Regions from separate parts of the Zea mays genome. Here all the other regions are linked to region 1. A link is a contact called in public Hi-C data. All regions are on one chromosome and are shown on one strand. Each heading gives the region's core, a stretch centred on a gene start, on an enhancer-like site or on the middle of the called end of the contact. The rest is flanking DNA. Distances are from core to core; before and after follow the strand shown. Region 1 holds the start of LOC103653106. Region 2 holds the start of LOC100383055. Region 3 holds the start of LOC732842 (orange pericarp 1).

What was found. A called contact is a pair of places that touch in the nucleus more often than the background predicts.
Region 2: a contact with region 1 is called in a Hi-C map of ear, with 2.7 times the contacts expected there. The contact joins the promoter of LOC100383055 here to the promoter of LOC103653106 in region 1. A contact is called at or near these places in 2 of 25 Hi-C or Micro-C datasets (ear and leaf).
Region 3: a Hi-C map of ear shows a contact between it and region 1, with 2.1 times the contacts expected there. The contact joins the promoter of LOC732842 here to the promoter of LOC103653106 in region 1. A contact is called at or near these places in 2 of 25 Hi-C or Micro-C datasets (ear and leaf).

What each region holds. Positions count from the first base shown.
Region 1 is chr4:37,638,510-37,643,623 of Zm-B73-REFERENCE-NAM-5.0, forward strand. It overlaps LOC103653106, which reads right to left and starts at 2,711. Exons shown (of 3, transcript XM_008680068.2): 1 at 1-2,711.
Region 2 is chr4:38,043,015-38,048,128 of Zm-B73-REFERENCE-NAM-5.0, forward strand. LOC100383055 reads left to right here and starts at 2,143. Exons shown (of 16, transcript NM_001175731.1): 1 at 2,143-2,531; 2 at 2,639-2,757; 3 at 3,143-3,299; 4 at 3,369-3,507; 5 at 3,712-3,805; 6 at 3,890-4,021; 7 at 4,165-4,265; 8 at 4,372-4,485; 9 at 4,732-4,949. The coding sequence starts at 2,263.
Region 3 is chr4:37,935,708-37,940,821 of Zm-B73-REFERENCE-NAM-5.0, forward strand. It overlaps LOC732842 (orange pericarp 1), which reads right to left and starts at 2,753. Exons shown (of 5, transcript NM_001397135.1): 1 at 2,100-2,753; 2 at 787-1,143; 3 at 178-620; 4 at 10-104. The coding sequence starts at 2,453.

The sequences.
Region 1 (5,114 bases), core at 1,461-3,960:
ATCCGCCCGTGCCGGAGCATGAGAAAGCGAATTGGGATTGATGGAGGAGTTTGGTAAGAGAAAGTCTTCCTCCGTGCGAAGGTGTTTCACGTTCGAAGGGACCACCATGACGCCTAAGAGGAGGGGTTGAATTAGGTAGCTTAAAACCTATTTCTAACCATGGCATCTAATTTCTATCTTAGTCAAAACCTATGCAACAAAGTAAATTATCTATTTGTGCAATAATGATTTTGCTACCCCAAGTGCTAAGGATGAATATATCCTATAAACTTCAGAAACATTGGGTAAGATTGATTTCTCAAAAAAATCAAATCCAGCATATGTGCAAGCTTCATATGCATGCATGTAGAGGGAGCAAACAATATCAAACAAAATTTGAGAAGCTTGTCTAAATAATTCAAAAGTGATTAAAATGACTAGACAAGTTGCTCAAATCCACACTAAACTAGTAACTAAACTAGACATGTAATTCAAAATTTAAAATTCCTAACTTTGTATGGTTGTCATCAATTAACAAGAAAGATGGGGGATTGAAAGCTCCATATGTGATTTCAGTAATTGATACAACTAGTGGACCAACCTTTACTCTAAGTGTTGTGAATGAGATAAGGCTAAATGCACATCCAAAGGTTGACCATAAAGGAATGGTGGTTGAAAATAAATGATGATATAGTGCTCAACATGGAAAGATGAGGAATGAGAAAGGCAAAATATAAGTACTCTATGTATAGTATAAAGCTAATGCATTTTATCGATCAAGACGTAATAGAGAGCGTGATCGGATTAGGATAGATATATACTATTAATATGAGAGTCTAATCATACAACTTGGACATCTAGTACCACCAGGTGTTAGATTCATATACATTGCATATAAGGCTAAATTACGCATGTGAGAGAAAGAGAAAGGGTTTATTGGAAACACTTCGAAATATGCTACCTAGGCTCTAATATATTTAACAAAACATTTACGAGTTCGCTTGCTAAAAACAGATTAAAAATACTATCAATGTTGTTTTCAGAATACATTGGACATGTCCCATGAGTCTCCTGACCCAATAGTGTAAGAGGGGAGGAAACATGATCGGATTAATGACATAATTAACAAGGTTTGCTATTCTCTCGTATCACTCTGGCTACGACCCTAGTTTACGGTGGTCCAACTACTCTCTTCAACTTAGAATATGAGTGTTTCCTTTTACAGTAACATATGTCATCTGTAAGGTGGTAGGTCTTGGCTATGGTATGCAATATATTAGAGGAATATTTTATTTTTTGAGTGACTCGATTCTATCTAGGATCAAACCAAACATCCTATCTGCTAGAACAGAACATCTTGGTTCCACCAATCTCGAAACAAACACTAACTTAATTAGAACAGCATATATGTATATATATGTATGTACGGTGTCATGCTAGCATTTTGACGTAATCAAAGCTGCTGCTTTTTTATAGAAAATAATGAATTTCTGTACTCTTAGTCTTATTGTTTTTGTTATTATGAAAAATATAAGTAATGGATATTCGTCGAAAGACAAAAGGAGTCAGGAGAGAAAAGAGACGAGTGGAGAATCCCGTCCCGTCGTCCAGGGCATCATCGCCAATACCGCCACGGCCCACCCCCACCGGCACGTCAAGATTCGGCCCTGTTCGCTGCGGCTTTAATCCGACTACGGCTGCGGCTTCTACAGTATTTTGTCTCTAGTGATTGCAGCCGCAACAGTATTTTGCAGCTGCAACAGTGCTCTCTCTGTGGCAGCCGAACAAGCTGGAAGAGAAAAAGGGGTGGAGGAAAACCTCGTGATTCCTCCACCCACGGACAGTCGTCGCCGGACACGGACGAAAAGGGAGAAGACTAGGACGACGCGTCGTGAGATTGATCGAGATGGGGTCGTCAAACCTCTCCGTCACGGGTGGGTGGGTCTGCGCGCGGCTACACCATCACCATGGATCATCATCCGGCTTCCGGTCCATCCTCCATGGATGGCCGATGGCGTACGTCGTCCCTCCGGCCGAGCCGTGTCTGCCACAGCCGGGGAGCCTTGGCCGCTACCTTCCGCCGCCGTCGCACTCGTCAACAACATCCGGCCACCGCTGATTGCTGAAGCAGGTCGATCTCCTCTCCTCCCCTCCTGAGTTGACAGCAGCTAAGAGCTGGCCAAGCAAAGCCAAGCAACATGCATGGATTCAGAGTCGTTAGCTATTGGAAAAATTTACTGATAATAATAACAGATCACGACAGCTACAGCTACAGCTAAATGCATGGCTCGGGCAATCAATCGACATCGAGGTACAAGTTAGCCACTGAATTTCACAGCGAAAGAAGACGGCGATCGATCTTAGCAATCCACTTGGATAAATCGCAGAGAGCCTCCTTCAATTCGATGGGAATATTATTTGGGAGGGATGCAATAAAAGAACGACCTTCCAACAACAGTAGTTGCAACCAAACACTACCGGAAACGGACGCTTTGCCGATTGCTTGGCAAAGCCTTAAAAACACTCGGCAAAGAAGGCTCGACAAACAGTGCATCGGCAAAGTCTTCTTTACCGAATACTTTTTCTCGGACACTCGGCAAAGAGGTTTGCCGAGTGCCAGAGAGCACTCAGCAAAGAAAAGAGGCCGGTGACGGGTGACGGAGACGACGTCTTTGCCGAGTGTCACGGATGACATTCGACAAAGGAGTTATCTTTGCCGAGTGCCTTCCCGGAAGCACTCGGCAAAGAATACCTCTTTGCCGAGTGCCCTCTGGGACACTCGGCAAAGAGCCCGCCAGGGAGGGTCCCCATGTCAGACTCTTTGCCGAGTGTCCGCTACCCCCGCATCCGCTACCCCCGCATCCGCGTCATAATCCTCGACACGTTGTCTCAGCACCTCCTCTCTCGTACGATGCGCTTCACCATAAAATATCCACCGAGTATAGCCCGACGTAAATCCATTCTTCCAAATATGTTCTACCATGACCTTCTTTGGTTTTCTTTTCCGGTTGTCACATTTGCTGCGGGGAGGTGCTGGCGCGCGGCGGGGTGGCGCGACGACGGTGAGCGGCGGCGTTCGGTTAGTGAGAGTGAGAGTGAGAAGGAGAAGAGAAGGGCTCGGTATACGTTATGTTTTAAGCTTTGCCGAGTGCCAGATCGCGGGCACTCGGCAAAGATTTTTTTAATTTAAATATATTCTTTGCCGAGTGCCAGATCGCAGACACTCGACAAAGAACTCTTTGCCGAGTGCCAGCGGACAGGCACTCGGCAAAGTATATATTTATGATCTTTGCCGAGTGCTCCACGTTAGACACTCGGCAAACAAGGTCTTTGCCGATTGTCAACCTTAGACACTCGGCAAAGAATATTTCTATTTTTTTCTTTTCCCTTACCAAACTTTTTGTGGTATGTTACTACACTATGTAGACCTACATGTACCATTTTGGGACAAATATAACAATGTTTGCAATAGCTAGTAGATTTAGTTCGTTTATTTGAATTTCTTCGGAAAATTTAGATTTGAACTACAGGTCACTCGAAACTTGGAAAACCGTGCATGGAAAAATGATATCCATGCTACTTAGCACAAGTTACGACCGATTTCAGGAGCGGACCGGAAACTTCGAGCACCATGCTCACTCAACATGGCCGTGAACTTGCCATCCAGGTGTTTAAAAATTGTATAAAACACAAAAAAGTCAGAAAATCATGAAACTTGTCCACGTGTCATGATATCATATGTAGAGGCTGTGATAAAAAATTGAGAATGTTTGGAGAAAGTTGTGAGACAGTATGTGTAGAAACCTAAGAGAACTACCTATGAAATCATGGAGTTTCAATGTGGATCTCTTAGATTTCTACACATAGTGCTTCACATTTTTCTCGAAACTTTTTCAAATTTTTATCACAGCCTCTACATATGATATCATGACACGTGGACAAGTTTCATGATTTTCTGACTTTGTTTGTGTTTTATACAATTTTTAAACATGTGGATGGCAAGTTCACGGCCATGTTTAGTGAGCATGTTGCTCGAAGTTTCCGGTCCGCTCCTGGAATCGTTCGTAACTTATGCTAAGTAACATGGATATCATTTTTGCATGCACGGTTTTTCAAGTTTCGAGTGACCTGCAGTTCAAATCTGAATTTTCCGAAGAAATTCAAATAAACGAACTAAATCTACTAACGATTGAAAACTCTGTTATAATTGTCCACAAATGATACATGTAGGTCTATATAGTATAGGAACATACCACAAAAAGTTTGGGAGACAAAATAAAAAAAATAAAAAAATACTTTGCCGAGTGTCTAGAGAAGACACTCGGCAAAGCGTCCTTTGCCGAGCACCAAATATTTGGCACTCGGCAAAGAGTCTTCTTTGCCGAGTGCCAAACCTCGGTTCTCGGCAAAGACTGACGGCCGCCAGCTTTAGGACGGCCGCTGACGGCCCTTTGCCGAGCGCCACCTTTGCCGAGTGTTGCACACTCGGCAAACGTGTCTTTGCCGAGTGTGTTCCTGTGCCGAGTGTCCAGCACTCGGTAAAGAGGCTCGTTGCCGAGAGCCTAACTTTACCGAGTGCGGCTCTCGGCAAAGCCTTCTTTGCCGAGTGCCCGACAAAAGCCACTCGGCAAAGAGGCCGACACTCGACAAAGCCTAGGATTCCGGTAGTGAAAGACAAACAGCTAGTTTGTGTCCACACCCTCAAGACATCCTTAATATCCTAAGTTTTCTTTAGTCTTCCACTTCTTTCTTGAGCAAGAGGTGCACCAACAACAAATGGTAGATCCGCATGTAGCCATCGTGATTTGTCTGTCATTTGTTCATCAATCATTTACTATAATACAAAGCCGGTTCAAAACAACTTCCTTGAAGGTATCCACGTCAGCGCGAAAAACTCAACCGTTGGATCTAGCTTTGATGGTCACCAGGATCTCCCAGCCAGTCAACTTTCCATCGCGCTTCAGTCTCTTATGGAAGCTTTGAGATTCCGCTCGACGAAACCAGTCCTCACACATCGTCCGGGTGCCTTCGTCCCTCGCTGCCTCGCTGGCCCTGATGCTCCCCTAGGTGCTTTGTCCATTCGCGGCGACGCAACCCGACCGCCATGAGCTTCCTTCTCCCCTCTGTGTTGCCGC
Region 2 (5,114 bases), core at 893-3,392, 400 kb after region 1:
ACAAGCGTCCACGCGGGTGAGGGAAGCGAGCGGCCCCAAGAGAGCGCCTGTCTCGTCCTCGTCCCCGCGCGGCCAACCTTCTCTAAGAAGGCCCTGGTCCTTCCTTTTATAGGCGTAAGGAGAGGATCCAGGTGTACAATGGGGGTGTAGCAGAGTGCTACGTGTCTAGCGGGGGAGAGCTAGCGCCCTAAGTACATGCCAATGTGGCAGCCGGAGAGATCTTGGCACCCAGCTGGTGTGGTGTCGTGGCTGTCGGAGGAGCGGCGGAGCCTGGCGGAAGGACAACTGTCGGAGCGGTCGAGTCCTTGCTGACGTCCTCCTGCTTTCGTAAGAGAGCTGAGAGCCGCCGTCGTCACAGGGCACGCAGGGCGCCATCATTGCCTATCTGGCGGAGCTAGCCAGATGGGACACCGGTCTTGTTCTCTGCGGCCCGAGTCGGCTCGGGGTAGGGTGATGATGGCGCTTCCTGTTGACGCGGCGGGCCCGCGCCCGAGGTCGGGCGACGTGGGGGCTCTTCCGAAGCCGGGGTTGAGTCTGTCTTCCTTGGCCGAGGCCGAGTCCGAGCCCCTTGGTCGGGCGAGGCGGAGGTCGTTCGGCAGAGGCCAGGGCGGAGTCCGAGCCCTGGGGTCGGGCGAAGCGGAGTTCGTCGTCTTCTGGGGCTGAGCCCGAGTCCGAGCCCTGGGTCGGGCGGAGCGGAGTTCGCCGTCTTCCGGGACTTAGCCCGAGTCCGAGCCCTGGGTCGGGCGGAGCGGAGTTCGCCGTCTTCCGGGGCTTAGCCCGAGTCTGAGCCCTGGGTCGGGCGGAGCGGAGTTCGTTCTTCCGGGACTTAGCCCGAGTCCGAGCCCTGGGTCGGGCGGAGCGGAGTTTCCTATGGTGCCTTTGGCAGGGCCTGACCGCCTGTCAGTCTCACTCTGTCAAGTGGCACTGCAGTCGGAGTGGCGCAGGCGGCGCTGTCCTTCTGTCAGACCGGTCAGTGGAGCGGCGAAGTGACGGCGGTCACTTCGGCTCTGTCGGGGGGCGCGCGTCAGGATAAAGGTGTCAGGCCACCTTTGCGTTAAATGCTCCTGCGACTCGGTCGGTCGGCGCGGCGATTTAGTCAGGGTTGCTTCTTAGCGAAGGCAAGGCCTCGGGCGAGCCGGAGATGTGTCCGCCGTTGGAGGGGGGCCTCGGGCGAGACGGAAATCCCTCGGGGTCGGCTGCCCTTATCCGAGGCTAGGCTCGGGCGAGGCGTGATCGAGTCGCTCGTATGGACTGATCTCTGACTTAATCGTACCCATCAGTCCTCTGCAGCTTTATGCTGATGGGGGTTACCAGCTGAGAATTAGGCGTCTTGAGGGTACCCCTAATTATGGTCCCTGATACCACACTTGCAAATATTTCATCCCAAAAGGAACCGGGATAGAAGCGTGTTGCATAACAGCTAGGCCGCTAAGGTAATGTGTCTATTGCGCTTGGCCACTCCGTTTTGCTGAGGAGTGTACCGCACTTCACATCAGTGTTTACCATCTATGTTTTGCCAACATATTCGATAGTCAGCGGAAGCAAAAAAAACCTAGCTGAATTTCAAATTTCTCGGTCGATTTGCATGTTTAAATTAAAAAACGGAAATTTGTTGTTTCTCAAGTGGAATCCAATGTTTTTCCATCGGAAAATGAACATTAAGTTTTAGAAAGTTGTTTTTTGACAGGATTTATTTGTAATGTGTATATATTTTCATTAAAAAACAAAAGTCGACTTTCTCGATCAAAATTTGTTCTCCAACAAAATTTGCAGTTTTTATCAAAAAAATGATGATCAATTTGGCATGTAACAGAATACCCAGAAAAATATATTAATTTTATCATATTTTTTATTGCTACAATTATTAAAATTTCCAAATTCGAAACAAAATTTAACGAAACCTGTTCGAAAACCGGCCGAACGAGAAATTCTACTGAAGCTCGGCGGTTCTGGTCCGAGAAATTAAACCCTGCTGCATGCCTGCATTGCCCTACCCTAGCGTCGGGATCCGCTCAGTTACTTCTCAGGAAGGAACTGCAGAGAGGTCACTGACGTGTGGGTCTGGTATGAGCATGGTCCCACACGTCAGTGATAGGAAGCAACTACAGAGGAACTCTTTGCCCTACCCTAGCGTATCGAGCGCTCTCCCCGTTCCCCTGCCGGCCTGCCCCAGGCCCCCAGCTAAACCGCCGCCGAGACGCGGCATTCCCGTCCCTTTCCCGCCGCCACTACCTTCGCCTTCGCGCCACGGCCGATTCTCCCATGGCGCAGGCCTCGTCCTTGGTGGCGGTGCTGCGCCGCCGCACCCCCGCCGCTGCCCGCCTGCTTCCTCACCGGCTCGTCTCCTCCGCTCCCGCTCCGGCGTTCGCCTCGTCCTCATTGGTCCCGCTCCCCTTGCCAAGCCTGATCGAGGGAGACAGATGCGGCGGCGGCCTCTCCGCTTCGTTCGGCTCCCACTCACGCCTCCGGCTTCCTCGGCGACACCATGCGGTTGCTATGGCTACCAGGACAGCGCACCAAGTTGCTTCGAGGTAGAAGAGAGATACCCGAGTAACAGCGAGCCCGTCACTAGCTTATGTCGTCTCCAGAAATGCTTATTCTGGCTTGTGAATTTAACAAAGCTGCCATTGTCTTGTAGCCCCGAGAGCCCAGCGGCGGTGACGTCGTTGTCGTCAAGTGAGGCTAGCACTAGCACTGCTGCTTCAGAGCACTCTGAGTTGGTCGATTTTATCAAGTCAGCGTTTGGGAAGCTTGAAGGTGAATATGCGACTAGTGACCTTTATGAACTCGATGCTCGTATTTAGTACACAATGCAGATATTGGAGGATTATTTTTCAACGATGTTTGCAATGGATGCAATAATTTTGTGTGCCAGTTCATTTTATCGATTGTTCTTAGTTCTTACCATTGGAGAAACATAAATACATATACAGAACTAAAGCTGCCACAGCTACTATGTTACTGACAGTCTGACACGAAAAAAAAACATAAACATTCTTTCATTTTTTTATCTAACACACACCACATAAATACATAATATGATAGATGTGGCTATTCCCAGATGCACAATAAATTGTAGCACACATATCCTTTTCTCAGGAGGTCATTGCTACATTTTAACACCTTTATTTTTGTGGCGTAGGTCAAAATCATTGTTGGTTCAACATCATGAATGACACTTGGATGAACTTGAACCATGAAGGAATATATCTTCTTCTTTTGTATCAATCTTGTGGAACATTGAACAACGACGGCAAACATCTAATTGCTTTTGAGAGCTTGAAACATCTGCAACAGAGGTACAATAGTGAAGGAGTACATTACATTTGACTGCAATCTTGAACTCCTCTAATCTCAGCCTGTTTTAGGTATCCACGCCTGAATGTTTTTGCTTTGCAACATGGGAGTGATGTTAGTTCTTTAGCTTCTCAAAGCCAAGCTTTCCGCACAATAGTGAAGGAGTACATCACATTTCCTATCTTGATCTCAGACAAAAACTTCTCCAATGTGAGGCTCAGATCCATAGCAATTTCCACATTTAGTGTCATATGTATTTTATTTTGATTATGCATTTTTCCATTTACCTTTCTGATCTGTCTCTTGACTCTCGACATAGGCTTTAAAGATCTGTGTTGCAGTTGTTTTATGCATTTTAGCTATCATATGAAATACTATGTTAAAACAACAAATGTTGTTTTGGTGAGTGTTCAGATGACAAATGGTGCTTGCTACTTGCTATTTGAAGGTTCTAAGGACCCTGTACTATTCACAAACTGGGTTGAGGAGCCTGATGTCATGATTAAGGGTAAAGTCTGAACAAAACAAGTTATGTAAATGCTATTTTCCTGTCTATTTTTCTTCATCCATTATCTAACCATTTTGAATGCAGCCATAGATGAACTTACCACGTCTAAAGAAAAACCTTCTGAAAATGTTCTGTCAAGAGTTTCTTGGCAGAAAGAAGAGGTTGTCAAAGAGCCATCTGTTGGTTCCTTCAGAAACTTGTTACTTTACCACCCAGGTACTTAGTTACAGCTATCCTTTCGTATAATTTATTAATTAAGCATCAGTTTGCACCCTAAATGGTTATATTGCACATTGCAGTCAACTGTATCTTTGGCTTTGCCATCCAGAAGTGATAATCTACAATTTTATGTGCTGCAGCATGTGTATCAGTTGATGAAGATGGGGATCGCATTTTTATCTCTGACAGTAACCATCATAGGATCATCATTAGCAACAGCAATGGGATGATTTTAGATTATGTAAGCATGGCTTGCTGTTCTCTTGAGTTCCAATTTTATTTATATGAACAGAAGGTTTGTAGCCATGAGGAATGATGAATTGGCATTTTTCCCTTTTGCTTTGCAGATTGGATCTTCCCCAGGCTATGAGGATGGAGAGTTTGAGTCAGCCAAATTCTTGCGCCCAGCTTCATCATTTTATCACGCTGCTGAAGACTGTCTATTTATTGTAGATTCAGAGGTATCATCCTTAGTAGATTGCCTTTTCTTATTCTTCTTGAATTCTTCACAACATAAATACACCTTTTCACTGGTTAGATGTTTCTTACATTTCATATTAGATTAATAAAAACTGGGAAGGTGTTTGGAAATATAGGAATCTTTGTCTGGAGTTATAAGGTTTGATTATCCTTTATTGTGAAGATTGATGACTATTTAGAACACTGTAGAATTATCTCATTTACCCCTTCCTAATTCTTTTTTGCAGAATCATGCAGTCAGAAAAGCAGATTTGGGAAGAAGGACTTTACAAACAGTTTATCCAGTCTTCAATAAAAGCAATGGCATCTGGAGCTGGATTACCGATAAGCTTGGTATGAGAAAAGAAGCTACTCCAACTATTCAAGATTTTCATGCAGACTCCATGGCACTTCCATGGCATTTGATACAAATTTCAGAGGACACCTTATTAGTCGCAGACCGCAGGTAGGCATCTCCTCATCCCTCCATCTTGATTTTTTTAGATCCAATTTGATTAACTTGCTCTCACACAAATGCTTCGCTTAGCTGTTTGTACAATCTGAAATCTGGTGTAATGCATACATTTTGTCCTTCTATGTTAAAACAAATATTTGGTCTGGGGATGATGTA
Region 3 (5,114 bases), core at 1,503-4,002, 300 kb after region 1:
GGCACATACCATCCAGTGCCTCCTGATCAGTCACGCTGTCATATTCAGCGCGTCCGATGTCCTTCAAGAAACTGTGCTCAGGTCCAACGCCAGGGTAATCCAGTCTGATTCAAAAAAATGGATAATTAGCCCACACCATCCTGCAGTCTTGTGAGCGTAAACACAAAGAAAACCTACCCAGCACTGATGGAGTGGGGCTCGATAACTTGCCCATCGTCGTCCTGCAGCAAATAGCTCATAGATCCATGGAGAACTCCAACTTGGCCCTTTGTCAAAGTCGCCGCATGCTTGTCGGTGTCTACGCCATGGCCAGCTGCCTCCACTCCGATCAGCCTCACATCCTGATCCTCAACGAACTCGTGGAACAGGCCCATGGCGTTTGATCCACCCCCGACGCAAGCGACCAAGACGTCCGGCTTGCCACCCCACTTGTGCATGGCCTGCCTCCGGGTCTCCTTGCCGATAACCTTGTGGAACTCCCTCACCATCATCGGGTACGGGTGCGGGCCAGCAACAGAGCCCAATATATAGTGTGTGGTCTCCACGTTAGTGACCCAGTCACGGATAGCCTCTGAAGTAGCATCCTTCAGGGTTGCTGTCCCAGAATGTACAGCCCTCACCTGTTTCAGAAAAAAAGGAACAATAAGGAAAAGATTCACAAATCTAACAACTTACATGCTACTGAATTACTGATAGTGAATGCTTTTCTGAAACAAGTACTAGCGTCAAAAACAACTGCAGATGGAACAAACTCAAACTAACAAACAACAGATGTCTCCACTATACCTCTGCACCAAGAAGCTTCATCCGGAAAACATTGAGTGCCTGCCTCTCCATGTCTTGCGCGCCCATGTAGATGATGCACTGCAGCCCGAAACGGGCGCACACGGTGGCGGTGGCGACACCGTGCTGGCCAGCCCCTGTCTCGGCAATGATGCGCTGCTTCCCAAGTCGCTTGGCGAGCAGGGCCTGCGCCACAGCATTGTTGATCTTGTGGGCGCCCGTGTGGTTGAGGTCCTCCCTCTTGAGGTAGATGAGCGGGCCTGTGCCATCAGCGCGCTTGTAGTGCTCCGTCAGGCGCTCCGCGAAGTAAAGGGGGCTCTCACGTCCAACGTAGTCCTTGAGAATACCGTCAAGTTCTTTCTGTGGAAAGCGTGAGTGGGAGGTCAGATGCAACTCTTGAAAGCCAAGCATAAGTGCGAGCTTGTAAAAACTACAATAATTCTCCAGGATTCAGGAATCGCAGCATGTTGACCAAATACTCCTTGTGATTCAAGAATCTGCATCATTTTGATCATATGAACAGTATGGAGAGTGATAAAAGCATTTTGATCACGTAATAAGGCCTTGTTCGGTTACAAGGGATAAAATCCCACCATGGAATTTAATCCGGGTCTGGATTGGGTGAATCCATACCTCACACTCAATCCCATGGTGAGATTAAATCCAGCATTTAATCCATATATCTCGCAAAGCTAGTTATTTTTTTAATCCATGGATTCTAATATAAACTTGTGCAATATCGTTATGGATTTGTTCCATACCTAATGAGCTATGGATAGAATCCATACCTTCCATAGTTTAAAAAATTCTCAAACTCTTGAGTTATAATCCATGATGGGTTTAACCGAATTAAAAAAATTTGAATAGACTTGGATTATTTTGGGGCATAGATTGTGACATGGATTTAATTCCAATCCATGTTAATCCAGAGCTGGATTGGAGTACACGAACCAGGACTAAATAGTATTGAGAGCTCCCTCACAGACTCACCAGGTCTGCCTTTTTTAGTAGTATTAACTATTAAGAGTGATAGATTCTATGTTTTTATTGGAATCATCAGACGAAAAGGTGCGCTTTTCCTGTACACCTACTTGCAAATCCTCTCAGATAGTTCAATGTACCAGACTACTTGAAAGGGAACACAAGAACAGAATCAATGGAGAAATCAATCCACCCCCATAACACAAACTTTTTTCCAGCCCATCATAATATGTGGCATCTCCTAACCACACATACATACGGAAACTAGGCATCCAAATCCCCCGCCTAATACGAGTAAAGTCCGAGAGACAGAGGAGACGCGGAGGTAGCGCTACCTGGAACTCGTCGTCGGTGGCGAGTGCGTGGAAGGCGTTCTCGAGCTCGGTGAGCGCGTGCATGAGCGTCTCGGGGACGTACTTGCCGCCGAACCTCCCAAACCTCCCCATGGCGTCGGGCCGCTGCAGCCCCGCGACCGCGGCGCCGTTCCCCATCTCCAGCGCGGCAGCGGGGGAGGCCGCCTCCGCGGCGACCGCCTTGGCCGGCTGCATTGCGGCCTCTGCCACGGCGCCCCTGCGCGGGCGGGCGGAGGAGGAGGAGGCTGGCGCGGCGGACGACGCCACCCGCAGCACCGCGCGCGGCTGGGTCGGCGCGGCGGCGCGGGTAGGGCTTCCGCGAATGGCGGCGGCCATGGGAACAATTCGAGGGGTGGGGGGTAGATAGGCTGGCTGGGCGCACTGCTGCGTGGTGGTGTGAGGCGCGGGTACCCACCGGCGGGTATATAAACTGGTGGCGCTAGGACTTCCGGCAAGGAGGGGTTGGTGGCTCCACCGGATCCGCCTAGACCCGGTGCACGGACAGGGCTCCGCGCCCGGGCTGCCTCGCTTGCGCTGGCGCTGGTGGACCGGGCGCGGGGACGGGCGGGTCGCGCCGGGCCCACCGGATCGTGCAGGCGGACTGCGTGGGAGGCCAGCCGCTCGTTGAGCTGAGCCGTTTCGTTTCGCTTTCTCGTGATCTCGTCCACCTCGAGCTGGTTTTGCGCCGGGTCCAGCTTTCCAGGGGCATTTTCGGGACGGTTTTATCCGGAACATTCGTTCGCGCCGTCTGCGTCCACCGTCCGAACTCCGACGTGGCGCGCCCTGCGCCGCCCGCTCGGCGGCGGCAACGCTCCGGCCAGCTCGGCCTCCTCGACGCTGTTCGCCGATGGGGACGACGACGGTGAGGTCGACGCCGGCGGTTGCCGTCCGTCCATGCGTTTGGGATCCTCAGGGTGAGAATATTGTGAGAATATTGTCATTGACGAGAGGTCCTTTTCGATTCTCACTGTTCGATTTCTTTAATTTCTTTCTCTTTTCCCCCTCTCAGTAACCATACAAAAACAAAATTTCTTTTGTGGATTCTTTTAATTTATAGCACATCAAAACAGTGCTTTATGAGTCCAAAAGCCATCAAAGCAGTGGTTTTTGTGGATTCTTTTAATCTATAGGATCATTGACGATGTGTGTGTCTAAAAAGCCACACAACCAATTAGTACTCTTATGGGTCTGTTTGATCAGTTTCAGATTCTTTAAAAAAACAGTTTTTGCTTTTGTCTAGTCTTTTAAATCTGGCAAAAAAAAAAACTGGATACCAATAACTTGGTAAAGGGCTGACAAAAGGAACTGATAAAGACTGGTCTATTTTGGTTTTTGCCTAGTTTTCAAAAGACAGATTATTAAAAAATGAGGGTATTGAAAAAAAGCCCTATATATATAAAAAATTAACTGGCCTAAGAATCCAAACCGACATCGAACACTAATTTTCGATATCAAGACTGCAAATAGGCACGTGAGATTTGGGGGGAAAGGGCTTAACCTCATTGTCTATGGATCTAAGTGATCACGACATGGTGATCGATGAGAGGTGCTTCATTCTATTGGCGTCGCCGTCGATAGCGAAATCGTGAAAAAGTCATTGTTTTCCAGTTTGTTTTCTTAGTGTAACAGCAGCTAGCCTGTCACGTGGAGATGCAATGAATATGATTTTAATTTTATTTGTTATCATAGCGACCTGCAAAGTCAATTCTACATACGAAACTGTGGGTTCTCACATCCATCCTCAGCGTGAGAATATTGACCGGAGGTCATTTTTCAGTTTCCTTCTCACTGTTTAATTTCTCTAATTCATTTCTCTCTCTTTTTTCTATGTATACTAGGTGAGTGCCCGTGCGTTGCAACGGAAACATAAAATACCACAAAAAATTATGTATAAATATGTATTATATTGATACAAGAAAAGATAGTAAAGATAAGCTAGCAGAAATTTGCATTCAATGTTATTAAGAAGTATCTTACTTTTGGTTCTCATGAGCAACGACAGATTCTGATCAATGAAATGCTTGGTAGTTGGCACAACTGATGAGAACGAACCATTACATGTTTGTTTTCAACAATGATTCTCAGCTTACCTTACCTTTTTCTTTTAAAATCAGTAGTTGGCACAACCACTCTATAGCACAGCTCAAAGCACAGAAACAGACGCCTAAGAAACACAACACCCGCCGGTACCAGCGCAGCGTGTTGCTGACCGGTGACACAATGACACGCAAGACATTATGGTGTCGGCTACCACCTCCTTGGACATCTTCAGGAACGGGTCCATGTTGTGGTGGTACCAGCCATTTTGCCTCACTCCTATGGATGTTGCTCTCCAGGGCAGGTGAGTTCATCTTTAACTCACAGCTTGCTGCTCATTGTTGGACCAGTAGCCATCACGTCGCGCATGGCTAGGCCCTCATACTCCTCATCTGACTTGGTCGAGTGTTCGTCCATAGAGCCGACATCTATCTGCAAGTACCCTGTGACGCGGAAGAACATTAGCTTTGTAGTGTTAGGAGGTGTTGAAAAGATAAGGAAAAAAACCAAATTGTTGAACACTGACATAAATCGCCCATACCTCGTGCATGTGCACTCTTTCTTCATCGGAGGTCTTCTCCTGGACTGAGTTTTTTACACGCAACACATGAGTATATAAACAAAGAATTAGTAGTCTCACAACATAAATATTTTCAGACGGTCCTATTACATAAGTTTTTGTATTCAGAGAAAAACTTGATGTTCGATGCATGGGCTAGAGCCCCATATGCATAACAATGAGAATTGGTGTGGAAAAAGCATACAACCTTAATCCATAGAACTTGACCTTAATCAAGATTACATATAATCTAAAATCCATTACATACAAGTACTAATTCAAAATTAGATTCATCATCGCTGAACTGGAGATAAGGATTAGGTTCCCAATAACAATGTGGCATGTGCATACTTAAAAGTATTCTCTAAGAAGAACTGAAAAAATAGAGACAATGGGTATTC